5 separate regions of the Mus musculus genome follow, and all the other regions are linked to region 1. The links are chromatin contacts, called in public promoter capture Hi-C maps. All regions are on one chromosome and are shown on one strand. The core of a region is the stretch at or near the end of the contact, and the rest is flanking DNA. Distances in the headings are between cores, read along the strand shown. Region 1 holds the start of Ermp1 (endoplasmic reticulum metallopeptidase 1). Region 2 holds the start of Cdc37l1 (cell division cycle 37-like 1). Region 3 holds the start of 1700018L02Rik (RIKEN cDNA 1700018L02 gene). Region 4 has its middle 27 kb from the start of Gldc. Region 5 holds the start of Rcl1 (RNA terminal phosphate cyclase-like 1).

Region 1 (2,767 bases), core at 181-2,680:
AAGAATTCATATTTTCAAATACACCTGAGGTCATTTAAAAAAAAATTGAACCCTTGGCCAGCAGTGGAGGCGCAGGTCTTTAATCCCAGCACCTGGGAGATAAAGGCAGAAGGATTTCTGTGAGTTAGAGGCCAGCCTGGTCTACAGAGGGAGTTCCAGCCAGGGCTACACAGAGAAACCTTATCTCGAAAAATAAACAAGTAAATAAATAGAATAAAAAAAATAAAAAATGGGGCTGGTGAGATGGCTCAGTGGGTAAGAGCACCCGACTGCTCTTCTGAAGGTCCTGAGTTCAAGTCCCAGCAACCACATGGTGGCTCACAACCATCCTTAAGGAGATCTGACTGGTGTGTCTGAAGACAGCTGCAGTGTACTTACATATAATAAATAAATAAATATTTAAAAAAAATAAAAAATAAAATAAAATAAAAAATGTTGAACCCTATACAATCCGTAGTACAGAAGAGCCATAGACCATCTGCGACCTTCAGAAATTACAGGCATAATTCTGTCTGGATGTACTCTGAGTCTCCTTCCACAGCTTTCAGATATGAGGGCTGTGGTGCTTAGAAAGGTTAGCACGCACTACATTACTCCTCTCCCACACCATCCCAGAAAGACTTGGTAATGCAGCCCTGGCACAAAAACCTCACTCTCCATCTCATTTTAAATGCAGAGAACTAACCAAAGTAAAAAGTGGAAGTTGCTCGAGAAAGAGAGGAGAATGATGAAGCGTGTGAACAACCAATCATCTGCAGGAGGAAGAGAGTGGATGAGAAAGCAGACTCAATCGATCTGGCCACCCCAAGAAAGCGAAAGAGGGAGCCGAGGAAGCCCGGAGTACCCGCAATTCAGACCCCCGGAGGACGCGCAGGATCATCCCACTTCCCACCGAGGTGCGCCCAAGGACCCCGGGACTCTGCATACAGCAGCGCCGGCCTCCTCCGCCTGGGGCACAGTGGCGCCGGGCTCACCCGCGCGGGACTCACCCACCAGGCGCTCCCCCACCCCGGGGCCGCAGAGGACTCGCGGCCGGGCCGATCGGCCGTACCTGGCTTGGCGCGCGTCGAACTCGCCCTGGAGCCCCGAGGTCCGGCTCAGCACCAGCCGCTGCAGCGAGAGCTGCACGAGCGCCCGCAGCGCGAGCAGGTAGAGTGCGAGCGCCAGCGCCGTGCGCGCCTCGGACAGCGCGGTCTTCGCAACCCGGCTCCCGCCGCCGTTCTCCGTCTTCCCCCACATCCTCCCGACGCCCTTCGCATCCTCCTGCGCTGAGGCCTCTCTCTGCCGGTGCGACGCGGCCGCCTCTCCCTCCCGACGCTCCGCGGTGCCGCGGTGCCGCCGCACAGCCGCTGACTCCGAGCTCCACTCCATGGCGGCAACTGCCACCACCAACCGCCCCAGCCTGCGACAGTCCGGGCCACCGCGGCCTCCGCAGCGCCTCCTAGTGAGCGGACGGAAACTGCAGAGGGCCAAATTTCTTCTGATTGGCTGGTCCGCCTCGCTGTTCCCTGGTGCCTGAGTCTGAGATCTTTGGTGGCACAGGCTGACACCCAGCCTGGTGCCAGCAGACTGTCAAAGGGAAAAACACCCATAAACCTAGAAATGAGCAGCCCTAAGCAAGAGAGAAGTGCAAGGCCGCTTTAACAGAATACACGAGGCATTTATCCTGCGCTGGGCTGATGAATACTGGGAAAAGGAGGATTCTGCCTACCAAATCAATAAGTAAGACTTCACAACCAGGACTGGACAAAGGTGTAATCCTGGCACTAGGAAGGATGGCCACAGGAGGATCCCTATTTTGTGCCTAGAGTGGAATACATAACAAAGATCCTGTCTTTTAAAAAAAATTTTTTTGGAAAAAAAAAAAAAAGCATTTGTAATCCCAGCACTCAGGATTTACACAAATTAGAGGCCTGCCTGGTCTACGTAGAGAGTTCCAGGCCAACCAGGGCTACAAAGGTGAGCAGCTAGAGGAGGCAGGGAAGGAAGTAGGGAGACACAGAACCCCAATTACCAGGGCTAGTGCTGTTTTCATTTAACAGATAACAATACCTATAATTTAATGAATAGCTGCTGAGTCAAGCAGTGTGCTAAGTACAGACTTTGAAAAGAAAATATTTTCATTCCTATTTAATATTGAAGAACATAAAGACAGCAAATGAAGGACAAATGGGATCCCAAGACAGCCTTCTGCTCTGTTCCGCGGACACACAGGGCACTCTAAAAACAAAGGTTCCGAAGAAATATTCTTTTTTATTAGATATTTCATTTTTTATTAGATATTTTCCTCATTTACATTTCAAATGCTATCCCGAAAGTCCCCTATACCCTCCTCCTGCCCTGTTCCACAACCCACTCACTCCTGCTTCGTGGCCCTGACATTCCCCTGTACTGGGGCATATGATCTTTGCAAGACCAACGGCCTCTCCTCCCAATGATGGCCAACTAGGCCATCCTCTGCTACATCTGCAACTAAAGACACAGTTCTGGGGTGTACTGGTTAGTTCATATTGTTGATCCTTCTATAGGGTTGCAGACCCCTTCAGCTCCTTGGGTACTTTCTCTAGCTCCCGAAGAGATATTCTTGAACTAACAAGATGGATCAGAAGATAAATGTGTCCATCCCTGATTTCCCCCAAGGCCTGACAACCTTTCATTTCCCTACTAGGCCCATGGTGGAAGGAGAACACCAGCTCCCACAAGGTGTCTACTGACCTAAGCACACACGAGTGTTCAAATACAAACACACAATTCATACAAACACACT
Region 2 (2,767 bases), core at 132-2,631, 660 kb before region 1:
TCACTTTACATAATCTAATTCTGTAATTTGGTTTCTTTAACCCAGTGAGTGCCCCTTCTGTGTAGCCCAGGTTGGTGGTGAACTTGAGAATCCTCATGTCTCAGCCTTTCCCAGGATTACAGACTTGTTCATTTCAGAGATATTTCCACATCAGCACGCTGAGATCTACTCTTCCATTGCTTCTACTTACTTATTTTTAGCTTTCTTTTACCACCCCAAAACTGTCTTTGTATTAGATTCCGCTGTAAAAATACTGTTGGGTATTTTCCTGATCATGAAAGAGCTGAACTGAAGCACATAGGCTTTTCATGTCATCCCTCTTCCTTAAATGTTACACAGCATGCTTAACAGCATTTTTCTCATCTATCGCTCGACCATTAGGATTAACGAGCCTTTAGCGTTTGCCAGTCAGGGCTAAGGCAGATGACTCAGTAGGTAAAAATGGTAGCTGAGCAAGCATGAGGACGGTAGTTCAAATACCCAACAAACCTGCACCTCTAATCCTAGCTCTAAATGGGCTGAGACAGAAGGCTTGGTGTCAGTTCTCTGAGCTCAGCGAGAAGAAACCTTGTCTCAAGGGAATGCTGTGAAAAATAACAGAGCAGGAGAACTGATGTGGTCCTCTGGCCTACCCTTGTGAACCTCACGCCCCCACACACCCCTACCTACAGTTTGCCAATCAATCAAAGCTTGAAAGACTGATAGTCTGTCGTCTTATCTGATTGCGAATAGACAACAAGCTAAATTGTTAAACGTGCGGGTTGTGAAGTTAGACTTTCCTAGTTCCTAGGTGTCTGTTTCCCTCTCCCTGGTCCTAGAAACTAAAATCAGGGCCTTGCCTGTGTTAGTTAAATGAGCACTCTACTGCCAGGGTACATTCCCAATCTTTGAGTTTTTCGCTTAAAATGTGTTCTCGGGCTATGGTGGGTCATTTTGTCTCAAAAAGAAAAGGGACAGTGAGTACTCGGATCTTCACGATTCTAAAAAGACACGAGGAACGGAAAGCCCTCTGATACGTCTACTACTTGTCTCAATTCTTTACAAATGTGCTTGCCCCAGTATTTTATTTTTAGTGTCCTCCTCCGCTGTAGCAGGGTTTGGAGAACAGTCTTGTCGCGGGTAATTTGAAGTTAAAGGAAAGTTGGCTGTGCTTTCTAAATCGGTCCCCCTCGACTCCGACTTAGATTGCTCTACACGAAGGAGCTTTTGAAATAGAAGAGGGACAAGTCAGAACACCCTTTGAACGCCCGGATCCGAACCTGCAGAAACCCTAGTTAGCTTTCCCGGACTTAAACTCCAGACTTTGCTTCTTCGTCCAGACGTGGCCACGCCCGGTCACGCCCCCGGAAATGACGTCCCGGCCGGCTACTTCTTCTTCCGCAGTCCGCCGGCGGCACAGTCCAGGCCTGCTCCGGGGGTGCATCGGCTTCGCCAGGGGCAGAGGGATTCTGGGTAACGACCGTGGCCGGCCGGGCGGCTGGCTCCGCCCAGCAGGTTCCACTCACGCCAGGGCCGTTGGCGCTGGCGGTTGCCGGGCCCGGACCAGTGGGACATGGAGCAGCCGTGGCCGCCACCGGGCCCCTGGAGCTTCCCGAGGACTGGCGGGGAAACCGAGGAGGAGAGTGACTTAGACGTGTCCCCCTCTTCGTCCCACTACTCTCCGGTACCGGACGGCGGCGCCCAGGTGAGAGCGGCCTGCGTTCTGCCGGGGGCGGGGGATGGGAAATGTCTGCGGGCATCGCGGGGGAGCCTGATGCCAAGCCACAGCTCTGGCAGCATCTTCCGCGAGAAAAGGAGGCGATCACGCGCGCATTCCCGACCTCCACGTCCACGCACACTTGTCCCTGCACCGGGGCTGGTTGCCCCTCACCTTTGCGAGAGGTTCCTCCTCCCCCTCTCTGCTGCTGTCTGCGTGGAGCTTTGGGGGCCGCTCAAGTGTATAACATTGACCCTTTGTCCTCTGGTGCGTGCTTTCATCCGAGCCTTTATTACGAGCTCCAGCTACTTTGTGCACAGTTGATAGGAACAGAGAGTGATTGTACTTCTAAAATAGTACACCGAGTCCTGACATAAACATCTCACGTGCTCTTTGCCGCGCTGACATCTCAGCAAATTCTGTAAGCCTTGCCTTTGACGCTGGCACACACCTCCGTTTCTATCATTGGTCCTTTACTGTATTCATAGTTTGATTCCGCGTCAGCCTCCGGTGAAAACATACAGCCACCGAATTGGCTTTCAGGCTTCTTCCCGAAGTTTCTGATACTACATGTGTTTTTCAACCCAGCTTTCTTGCCTCGGAAACTGTCAAGTGTTATATGCCAGTTATGGCTTTTATAGGGGTGCTGTGCTATGCTGCGAACATCACCTTCTCCCGACTTTTCACCTGGGTGTGTTTTGAACCAGATTTCAAAAGCATAGACTGAACACTAATCTTTTCAATGAAATTGATTGTAGGTGTCTGATTTCCAGGCGTTTTTGCAAAAATGTGGTCCAATATTATAATAGCTTTTCTTAAAGATGACTGGTTTAAATTGTCTGCCCGCAAGTCAGTCAGCTGAGTTGATTGGGCTCACCCACAGTATGCTGTTTCATAACCACAGACTATGGTCAGCCAACTAGTCATAGGGAAAGTAAGGCAAAATGAGAATTGATGGGTCAGTAGTCACCTAGTTACGGATCACTAGTATCATCTGTGTATACTTAGTATTGCAGAGGGAGAAAACGAAAAGTTGCTGGTGTCAATTTGGACAGGCAAGGGGAAACTGCC
Region 3 (2,767 bases), core at 200-2,699, 600 kb before region 1:
CTTTTCAAATGTTCTGTGTTTTCCTACCCATGAGCATTCTTTGCCACCCACAGTCAGGCCAGCTCTGAGTCGGTATGCAGGTCACCCCTAAAGACTTCTACTGTACTTTGGATAGCAGCAAAGTCTTCAGGACTTGGGACTGTTTGCAGTAACTCGCATTGCAATCTGTTGCACTAAGAACATTTAGCAAGAGTCAAATAACCTTTCGATAAACTTTAATTAACTGCAGCCTTTATTATTTCTTAAGGTCGACATTAGAAGAAAACGAAAACATGCTTGAGGGGTGCAGAGGATCGAGCCAAAGAAACTGAAAACTGTGGGTTTTCACACACCCCCACCCCCACGCACACACTTGAATATCAGTGTCTTTTAAACAAACAAAAAACACCCTTTCCTAGAAACTAGCTATACACCCGCCAGGAGGGAGTGGAGAGGTAAATAAATCGCGGTAGATTCAGCAGACACAGGGTAAGCAGTGCAGTGCGGAACCGGACAACGTCTCCATATGGGATGGCAGGCTGAATGCAGTGTGCGAAAACACTGATGTGGAGTAAGTAGATGGTAACTTGATACACTGAGGTTGTAAGAAGGAGCTTTACACAAAGACATTTCCAGAAGGAGATAGACTGTTTCTCTCCGAGGTTCTGGGCTGAGGTAGGGACTAAGAGAAAACTTTGCTTTTTACTTTATACATTTCTGTCTTCCCTCCTCTCCCTGGCCTTTACTTTCTTTTTTTTAAAACCTTGAACAGGTATTATTTCTGTGTAAATAAGCTTCAAATGAATTTTCAAAATAGGCACTAGTTTGAAATTGAAGGTCAACACTATTGTGGAGAAACACATCTAGTGCAAGCTTTTAAAAAATAGTTTACAGCTGTTAGTTGGCTGGCGCCTGGAATCCCAGCACTCACTAGGGAGGCTGAGACAGGAGGATGTCAAACTTAAGTTAAAGTTATCCTTGAATACATCGAATGACACTGTCCCAAAAAATAAATTTAAAAATGCTTTTCTTAAAATAGAACTTACCACAAACCCACCCTTTGTAAAGTGTTGGCTAGATTTTTTGTGCTGAGTTAGAAGACTTTGGAAGGAGAAACACAGCAATCGTTTATGTAACTGTTACAAGGACAACTTTAGTGACTAAGAAATGTCTGGGGGCATCAAAATCTAAGCCAACTTTGTGACTGCAATGAAAATAAGTAATACTTGACCTTGCAGAGAGAAAGGTCAGAATTACAAGATCCCACGGAGCTTACCATGGGCGGGAGGGGGGGGTGTAGGGAAAAAAAAAAAAAAGAAGCTAGCCCTGGCAGAGCCAAAGCCTGCCTTCTGCATACAAGGACACGTGGAGAGACAGGCACAGCTCCCCCCGGCTGGACCCCCACCGCAGCTGCCAGCTGTGTCGAATGAGCTTCTAAAAACAAAGCCAAGGGCTTTCCTTCAGTCTTTGAACTTCCTAGTCCTTTCCTTCCCCCTCCCCCATCTACCCGAAGCTGCCCACGGAGGCCAGAGGATTCGGGGCGCAACGGCTCTTTCCCCAGGCGAGGTCGGGGAGCGCTGCACCCGCGTCGCAGGACCCTCGACCCCGGCCCGCAAAGCCCCGCCGGGACGATCGCACGCCGCCAGCCCTCGGTCTCAGCTCCCACCTGTGCCCTGCAGCATGTTCTGGCGGAGCAGGTCCCCGCTGGAGAGGTGCTTCAGCTCGAAGTGTTTGGTGATGCGTGACGACACGGTGCCCTTGCCGGAGCCCGGGGCCCCCATGATCACGGCGCGCAGCAGCCGCCCCGACGCCCCCATGGTGGCTGGCGGTGGTCCGAGCTGCGCAGACGCTGGTCTGTGGCCTGGCCTGCGCGCTCACAGGCTCCGCGGCCCTGGAGGGCTGGCAGCTGCAAGCGGGCGGTGGCCAGGACGCCCGGCTCTCCCGGAAGTGAGCGACGGCCACCGGGGCCGCCCCGCCGGCTGCTGCACCGCCCCTCCGCGCCCCTGCACCCCACTCCCTTGAGCTCCACCCGGCGCCTCTTGGCATCCCCAGACCCTCGTGCCCTGTGCTGCCTGGTCCCAGCCTGCAGGCTGCGCCCGTCTGCATTCTCCCCAGTGGACAACCTCTGAGCACCCCGTTCTACTTCTAGTCTCCCGCTGGCACCTCTGAGTGCCTGGATTTCATTTTTTTCCCCCCTCTGTGTTCACCTTTTTCACCCTTAGTCTTTTCTAAGAGCCAAGTTCTGTCCTGCTCAGACCCAACAGGAAGCAGCATGCCCCCGTGTTGTGTCCCCTCGGCCCCTCTGGTTCACCAGGTGTTCCCCACCTTTTCACACCAATCCTCCCTTGACCTTCTTCCCTCTGCCTTTTCACCCCATTTCCTTCTCCTCCAGGGGTGACCTGGAACCCTCCTCACAGAAGCTTTCATCAAGTGAAGTATGTGTCTCATCTCCCTGAATCCACTTTCAGAACCAAAAGTAGCTGTCACCGTTAACTTCCGCAGAGGTCAAACATACTAGCTCCTTCAGAAATGCATTCATTTCAGGAAGAGCTACCCAGTGCCTACTGTGTGCCACTGTACTTAGAGGCCTCCGAGAATGCTATGCTGAACAAACCCGAGTTTCTACTGCTGTCCGTTTGTTTTCTTGCTTGTTTGTCCAGGGGTGGAAGTAAGGCTTTTTGAAACAGTACTGTGAATAAAAACAATAACAAACCAGCAGGCAGCAGTGATAGACGTCTTTAAACCCCGCACCCAGGTAGAGGCAGGCAGATCTCAGGATTCCTGGCCA
Region 4 (2,767 bases), core at 111-2,610, 550 kb after region 1:
AAAGTGGGCAGCTGGGGTGGTTGTTGGTATCTGGTGGAGCTAGCCATGAGGGACTAGGGGAGCAATTGCAGTTCCTGGGAAAGAAAGGCCAACTGGTCATTGGCAGAGGGATTGGGGGTGGGGAACTAGGGCTGGTGGGAGCATGATCTCGGAGCTAAGCCAAGAGTATGGCTCCAGCCAAAGCAGCAAGAATGTTTTTAAAATTACAAGCAACAAAAAGATCTTCACCAACCATATACAGCTGATGGAGGACTAATATCCAAAATATGTAAAGAACTCAAGAAATTAGACAGCAACAAACCAATAACCCACTTTAAAAAATGGATACAGAGCTAAACAGAATTCTCAACAGAGGAATCTCTAATGGCTGAGAAGCACTTAAAGAAATCTCCAACATCTGTAGTCATCAGGGAAATGCAAATCAAAATGACTCTTAAATTCTATCTTATACCTGTCAGAATGACTAAGGTCACAGGCTGTCCAGGATATGGAGCAAGAGGAACACTCCTCCACCGCTGATGGGAGTGCAAACTTGTACAACCCTCTGGAAGTCAATTTGGTGGTCTCTCAGAATATTGAGAATATTTCTACCCTAAGATCCAGCTATACCACTCCTGGGCATATACTCAAAAGATTCTCCACCATAGCACAGGGACACTTGATCAATTATGTTCATAGCAGCATTATTCACACTAGCCAGAAGCTAGGAACAACCCAGATGCCCATCAACTGAAGAATGGATAAAGAAAATATGGTACATGTGAAGGATTTCTTTTCTAGGCCAAAAACAGAAGCGACCCAGGAAGCAGGTTAGCGGCAGGGAAATTGGCTAGCACGTGGAGCTCTATCTCCCCAGTTCTGACTATCCCCTGCCTCCCCAAAGCTTTCCTAACTCTCCCAAACCTCTCTCTTGATGAAGTAGCAGGAAGTGGACTCAGTTTCTAGGAACAGTTTCCAAGCTAGGTAAGATAGCACACACATGCAATCCCAGTATGAAAGAGGCTTAGACAGGAGGACTGCCTTGGGTTTGAAGCCAGCTAGGAATACGTAGCAAAAGCCGGACTCAAACAACATCCACAACAAAACACCATAAGTGGTGGCATACACTTATAATACCAGCAGTTGGGAGGTAGAAGCTAGAGGCCAGCCTATGACTTTGTCTTAAAACAGAAACAAAAATAAAAACAAAAACAAGGAGAAAAGAATTCTTTTCCTCCACTCTCCCCTTTGCAGAAACTCTTGAGTGCTGGCTTATGATGTTCTTTCTTTAAAATGAAAACTCGCACTTCAGTGCAGACAGGCTCCCTTCACTATCTGTACAGCCCTGCTCCAGCAATGTCTCACTGGCCGTGGCGTCATGAATCCTTTCCTATTAATCATTCACACCTCTCCGTCTCTTCCAAGTCCATCAGCCCTGTGGGAGAGTACACTGAGGGTCAGCAAAGCTCAGGAAGGGCAAAACATCGGTCACAGGCGGAACACAACCCTTCCAGACAGAGCAGAGACTCTGTGCCATAAAAGACTTCCACCTCTTAGGGTTGTGCCCAGGTAGTGACTGAACTGTATGTGAAAGGTTGCAGCGACTGTTGAGTGGCCTGCACAGTGTCGCCGTCCATCAGAACACTTGCTGCATCTTCAAAGGCAGCTCGACAGGCTGGGGAACTGTCACGGCCCTTCTGCTCAGTTTCATCAGACCCGACTCTAAACTCCACACATTAAGCAGTTTGTATGTGCAAGAAAATGCACTTAACCAAACCAGCAAAACCCTTAACTATATTCTAACTATTTACTCTTGCACTTACAGGCGAGTGTAGTGCTCAGCCCTCATTGAGAAAACTCCTGCCAGGCGTGGTGGCACAGGCCTTTAATCCCAGCACTTGGGAGGCAGAGGCAGGTGGATTTCTGAGTTCGAGGCCAGCCTGGTCTACAGAGTGAGTTCCAGGACAGCCAGGTCTACACAGAGAAACCCTGTCTCGAAAAAAACAAAAACAAAAACAAAAACAAAAACAAAACAAAACAAACAACAACAACAAAGAAAACAACAACAAAAAAGCCGAGCGTGGTGGCACACGCCTTTAATCACAGCGCTCGGAAGGCAGAGGCAGGCAGATTTCTGAGTTCGAGGCCAGAAAGGTCTACAGAGTGAGTTCCAGGATAGCTAGGGCTGCACAGAGAAACCCTGTCTCGAAAAACCAAAACCAAAATGAAAAGAAAAAAAAAAGAAAAAGAAAAGAAACTCCTCTCTGCAACAGATGGAGAACATTATAGAGAGCTCTAATCAACCTAAATGCCATTGTGGGGCCCGGTCCATAGTGAGGCATCTACAACATAGTTCCTGCCCCTAGGGATCAGGAATCATTGTGGAAGAGGAGGTGGAAAGAGTATAAGAGCCAGAGAAACAGGGAGTTTGCTAGGAGATTGTGTCTTCTAGAAATGCCAGAGATGAGATTTCGCCACCAGGGCTACCTAAACATGACCTGAACAAAGAGGGCGCCAACAGACCTGGTAATGTGGGAGGGGGAAAGCCCATGATACCTCAACCTTAGACAAAGAACTACAGGCAGCTGAGCAATGCTTAGAATGGGAGAAATAGTCTTCCCCAAGGAAGAACACACCAGCTGGTTATCCAATACTAACGGTCAGCCCACACCATAGATACAAGTAGCATTATATGGACTGAGCAGGTTGTATTTATATATTTAGAAATGTATCTTGTATGTTTATGTACGTATGTATATATGGGACAACAAAGAAAGAAAAAGGGGCC
Region 5 (2,767 bases), core at 117-2,616, 550 kb before region 1:
CTCCATTGAAAGCAGTGAGCTCTGAACGGATGTGAGCATTCTTTATTGAATAATATCTTTTTTCTAAAGACTATTGAGTAATTAAACGAGATAGCATTAAAAAAGAAAATGAAAAATCCATTCCTGATGTGAAAGTACCCCTGGTGCTTTAGTATTCTTCACAACAACGTTTAGAGGAGAGCCTATGGGTCCTGGAGCTTTTCCAAAGAACGCTGCCTGTCAGATGCCGCTTAGCTGTGTAAAGGCAGTCTTAACAGAATGGCGTTGTGGTAAGTGGGTTAGCTGCCTCAGTGGATTTCAGGGCTGATCCGTAGACTCTTCTCTGATGGCCACTGATGCTCCTCGGGGTTTCCTTGGGACTCTCACTCGCTTAGGATGGCCCCCTTTTTTTTCTTTCTCCAGCTTCTACTCCATCCTTCACTGTGCTTTCTGGGACTTAAGGTCTGGGGTTACAGCCCGTGAATGGCTGGCTGTAAACCTAACACTAAGACCACTGCGTTCCTAAGTTGGTAGTCATTTGATTGTTTTTTTAATGGAGGCGTGAAACAGTACAATATTTAGAAAGGTTTTGTAGTGCAAGCTTGGATGACAGGACAGATGGAAAAGCAAGATCTCCACCCACCCATCCCCCGTGCATGCATGAGCATGTATGTCTTGAAGTTATTGCAACTGTCCATTTTGAGTCATGCGAGGTTACAGATATGTCTTGACACCAAACTCAAAGAATATGAACGAAGGGGCAGCTGAGAAAGGGACAAAGAGAGGCCCCTCATTACAAAATAAGCAGCGGTCTCTTGTCTAAAGGCTCGGGGTCCTAGTTCAGGCAGCCTCTGACAGCTTGGCAATTTCCCGGGAGTGAAAGATTGCAGGCTGCACCTCAGAGGATTTCGGCTCAGACCCAGACAAGGCGCCTACAACAGGGTAAGCGTGTCAATCCTGTTCTCTTCGGTGGCAGGAAAACGCGGGAGAGGCTAGCTAGCATCCTTGCCCGGGGCTGCCGTAGGTACGTTGCTAAGTACCACCAGCTGTGGGCACCCAGGCGGAGCCATTGCCTCCTTTATCGCATAGGCCGTGAAAGTCCGGCACAGACAGACAGACAGACCCCCAAGGCGTCTGGGCGCCGGGGTTTCCCCGCAGCACTAACTGGGTCCCTCCAGCCGCGCGCTGTTGCTGGGGCCCGGGCACCGCCCTCTTTCACTACCGGCCAATGGCAACGCGGCATGAGCACCGCCCAGCTACAGCGCAGACCAATGGCGACGCAGAGAGGGCAACACCCAGATCCCTCGTGGGCCAATGGTAGTGTGCCTCGGAGGCCGGGCCGCCCCAGCCAGGGGAGGAGGCGGGCGGGCGGCCGCTGGCTCCGCCCCGCTCCCCTCTGACCCGGTGTCTAGTCGCTCTGTCTTCCTGTTCTAAACCACGTGGACGCGTCGGGGGCTGCCTTGGTCCTGGTCGCGCTCCCGGGTCCCGGGTCCCGGGCCTCTGCGGACGGCGCGCACATGGCGACCCAGGCGCACTCACTCAGCTACGCGGGGTGTAACTTCTTGCGCCAGCGGCTGGTCCTGTCCACCCTGAGCGGGCGACCGGTCAAGATCCGCAGGATTCGCGCCAGGGACGACAACCCGGGCCTCCGAGGTGACTTGGGAGGGGGCGCGAGGAGGGAGGACCCGGGGTCGTAGCCCGGAGTGGCCACTGGGCGCGTGGGAGGGATGGTGGTCGGGCGACAGATCTGTCCGCGAGCTGCGCCACGCGTGGAAGGATGCCCTGTGGCTCCTGGGCACGGGTAGTAAACAGCTGCACGTTTTCCTGGCTAGCTTGTTGCTACGAATCGTAGGCATCGCCCACTCGCTTCCCTCTCTTGAGTCTCTTGCTTTCGCCATAAACCTCCCTGGAGAAAAACAAACAGTTTATTGGACCAACATCTAGTGATTGAGTGAGACATTAGAGAGAAAAGTACCACAGATTGGTTTCCCAATCTCATCCAAAGCAGGTCTCTGAAACCGCTGCCCCGCTTGGACACCAGTTTTTGTCGCCATTATTTATCTCCTCCCCCCCCCACCACACCCCCGCCCTATCTCTTCGGAAGTGTATTATAAAATTTTATTTTTAAACGATGCGCTTGTTTCTATTAGTCACCGATGTGCGCAGTAGCGAAGCTTTGTAATAGGGTTTTGTTTTGTTTTTCTTGAACCGGAGTCTCATGTTGCTCAGGTTGCCTTCAAACTATGTATGTAACTGAGGATGCCCTTCAAGTCCTGTTCCTTCTACCTCCCCACCTCCCGAGTGCTGGGATTACAGGTCTGCTCCTGAGCGCTCAACCAAGATAGTTTTTACGTCGTAGACGTAGTTGTCTTGGCTTAAGGAAAAGGAAGGCCAAACATTAAACTGCAGGCTTCAAAGGTCTTATTGATTTATCTGTCTCACAAAGGTAGATAGATAGGTTGAACCCATCATTTGAACCCGCGTCTTGTTAAATGGCTTTGGTTTGCAGCTGTTCCCCTAGAATTTAGGTGCGTGTTCAAAAGTGTCTCCAAGATCCCTTCTGATAAAGACAATTGAACCAATTAAAACCAAAAAGAGAAAAAAAAAAAAAACTATCAGTAGCCTGAAAGGGGGGGGGGGGTTGTAGTTCGTTCAGGAGACCTCCTGGGTCAGGCTGGTATGTTTATTTTTGCGAGGTTTTTTTTTTTTTTTTTCTTTTCTTACTAGAGGGCTAGATTATTTCATCATGTCTGAATTTTTTTTTAATAATTTCATTGCTACCACTGTA

What was found. Promoter capture Hi-C pulls out the DNA fragments that hold promoters and counts their contacts. Capture Hi-C pulls out chosen DNA fragments and counts their contacts.
Region 2: a promoter capture Hi-C map of pre-B cells shows a contact between it and region 1, with 4 times the contacts expected there. A contact is called at or near these places in 8 of 39 promoter capture datasets (the C10 cell line, erythroid cells, fetal liver and 4 more), 4 of 484 Hi-C or Micro-C datasets (CD4 T cells, CD8 T cells, pre-B cells and 1 more), 7 of 130 datasets of targeted methods (astrocytes, bone marrow-derived macrophages, large pre-B cells and 4 more) and 2 of 9 other capture datasets (adipose tissue and liver).
Region 3: a promoter capture Hi-C map of adipose tissue shows a contact between it and region 1. A contact is called at or near these places in 8 of 39 promoter capture datasets (the 3T3-L1 cell line, the C10 cell line, HPC-7-derived erythroid cells and 4 more), 1 of 484 Hi-C or Micro-C datasets (CD8 T cells), 5 of 130 datasets of targeted methods (bone marrow-derived macrophages, large pre-B cells, memory CD8 T cells and 2 more) and 2 of 9 other capture datasets (adipose tissue and liver).
Region 4: a promoter capture Hi-C map of liver shows a contact between it and region 1, with 2.5 times the contacts expected there. A contact is called at or near these places in 8 of 39 promoter capture datasets (the 3T3-L1 cell line, 3T3-L1-derived adipocytes, the C10 cell line and 4 more), 5 of 130 datasets of targeted methods (the NIH/3T3 cell line, bone marrow-derived macrophages, embryonic forebrain and 2 more) and 1 of 9 other capture datasets (embryonic stem cells).
Region 5: a contact with region 1 is called in a promoter capture Hi-C map of pre-B cells. A contact is called at or near these places in 10 of 39 promoter capture datasets (the C10 cell line, cranial neural crest, embryonic stem cells and 5 more), 2 of 484 Hi-C or Micro-C datasets (CD4 T cells and pre-B cells), 3 of 130 datasets of targeted methods (the 230-238 cell line, memory CD8 T cells and pancreatic cancer cells) and 2 of 9 other capture datasets (adipose tissue and liver).

The regions. Positions count from the first base shown.
Region 1 is chr19:29,646,985-29,649,751 of GRCm38.p6, forward strand. It overlaps Ermp1 (endoplasmic reticulum metallopeptidase 1), which reads right to left and starts at 1,431. Exons shown (of 15, transcript NM_001081213.2): 1 at 1,052-1,431. The coding sequence starts at 1,371.
Region 2 is chr19:28,988,986-28,991,752 of GRCm38.p6, forward strand. Cdc37l1 (cell division cycle 37-like 1) reads left to right here and starts at 1,382. Exons shown (of 7, transcript NM_025950.4): 1 at 1,382-1,684. The coding sequence starts at 1,553.
Region 3 is chr19:29,046,034-29,048,800 of GRCm38.p6, forward strand. It overlaps 1700018L02Rik (RIKEN cDNA 1700018L02 gene), which reads left to right and starts at 1,450. Exons shown (of 1, transcript NR_028360.1): 1 at 1,450-2,696. Ak3 (adenylate kinase 3) reads right to left here and starts at 1,928. Exons shown (of 5, transcript NM_021299.2): 1 at 1,646-1,928. The coding sequence starts at 1,796.
Region 4 is chr19:30,200,986-30,203,752 of GRCm38.p6, forward strand. No RefSeq gene overlaps it. Among named protein-coding and RNA genes, the nearest start is that of Gldc, 27 kb to the left of the region's middle.
Region 5 is chr19:29,100,009-29,102,775 of GRCm38.p6, forward strand. It overlaps Rcl1 (RNA terminal phosphate cyclase-like 1), which reads left to right and starts at 1,367. Exons shown (of 9, transcript NM_021525.2): 1 at 1,367-1,632. The coding sequence starts at 1,497.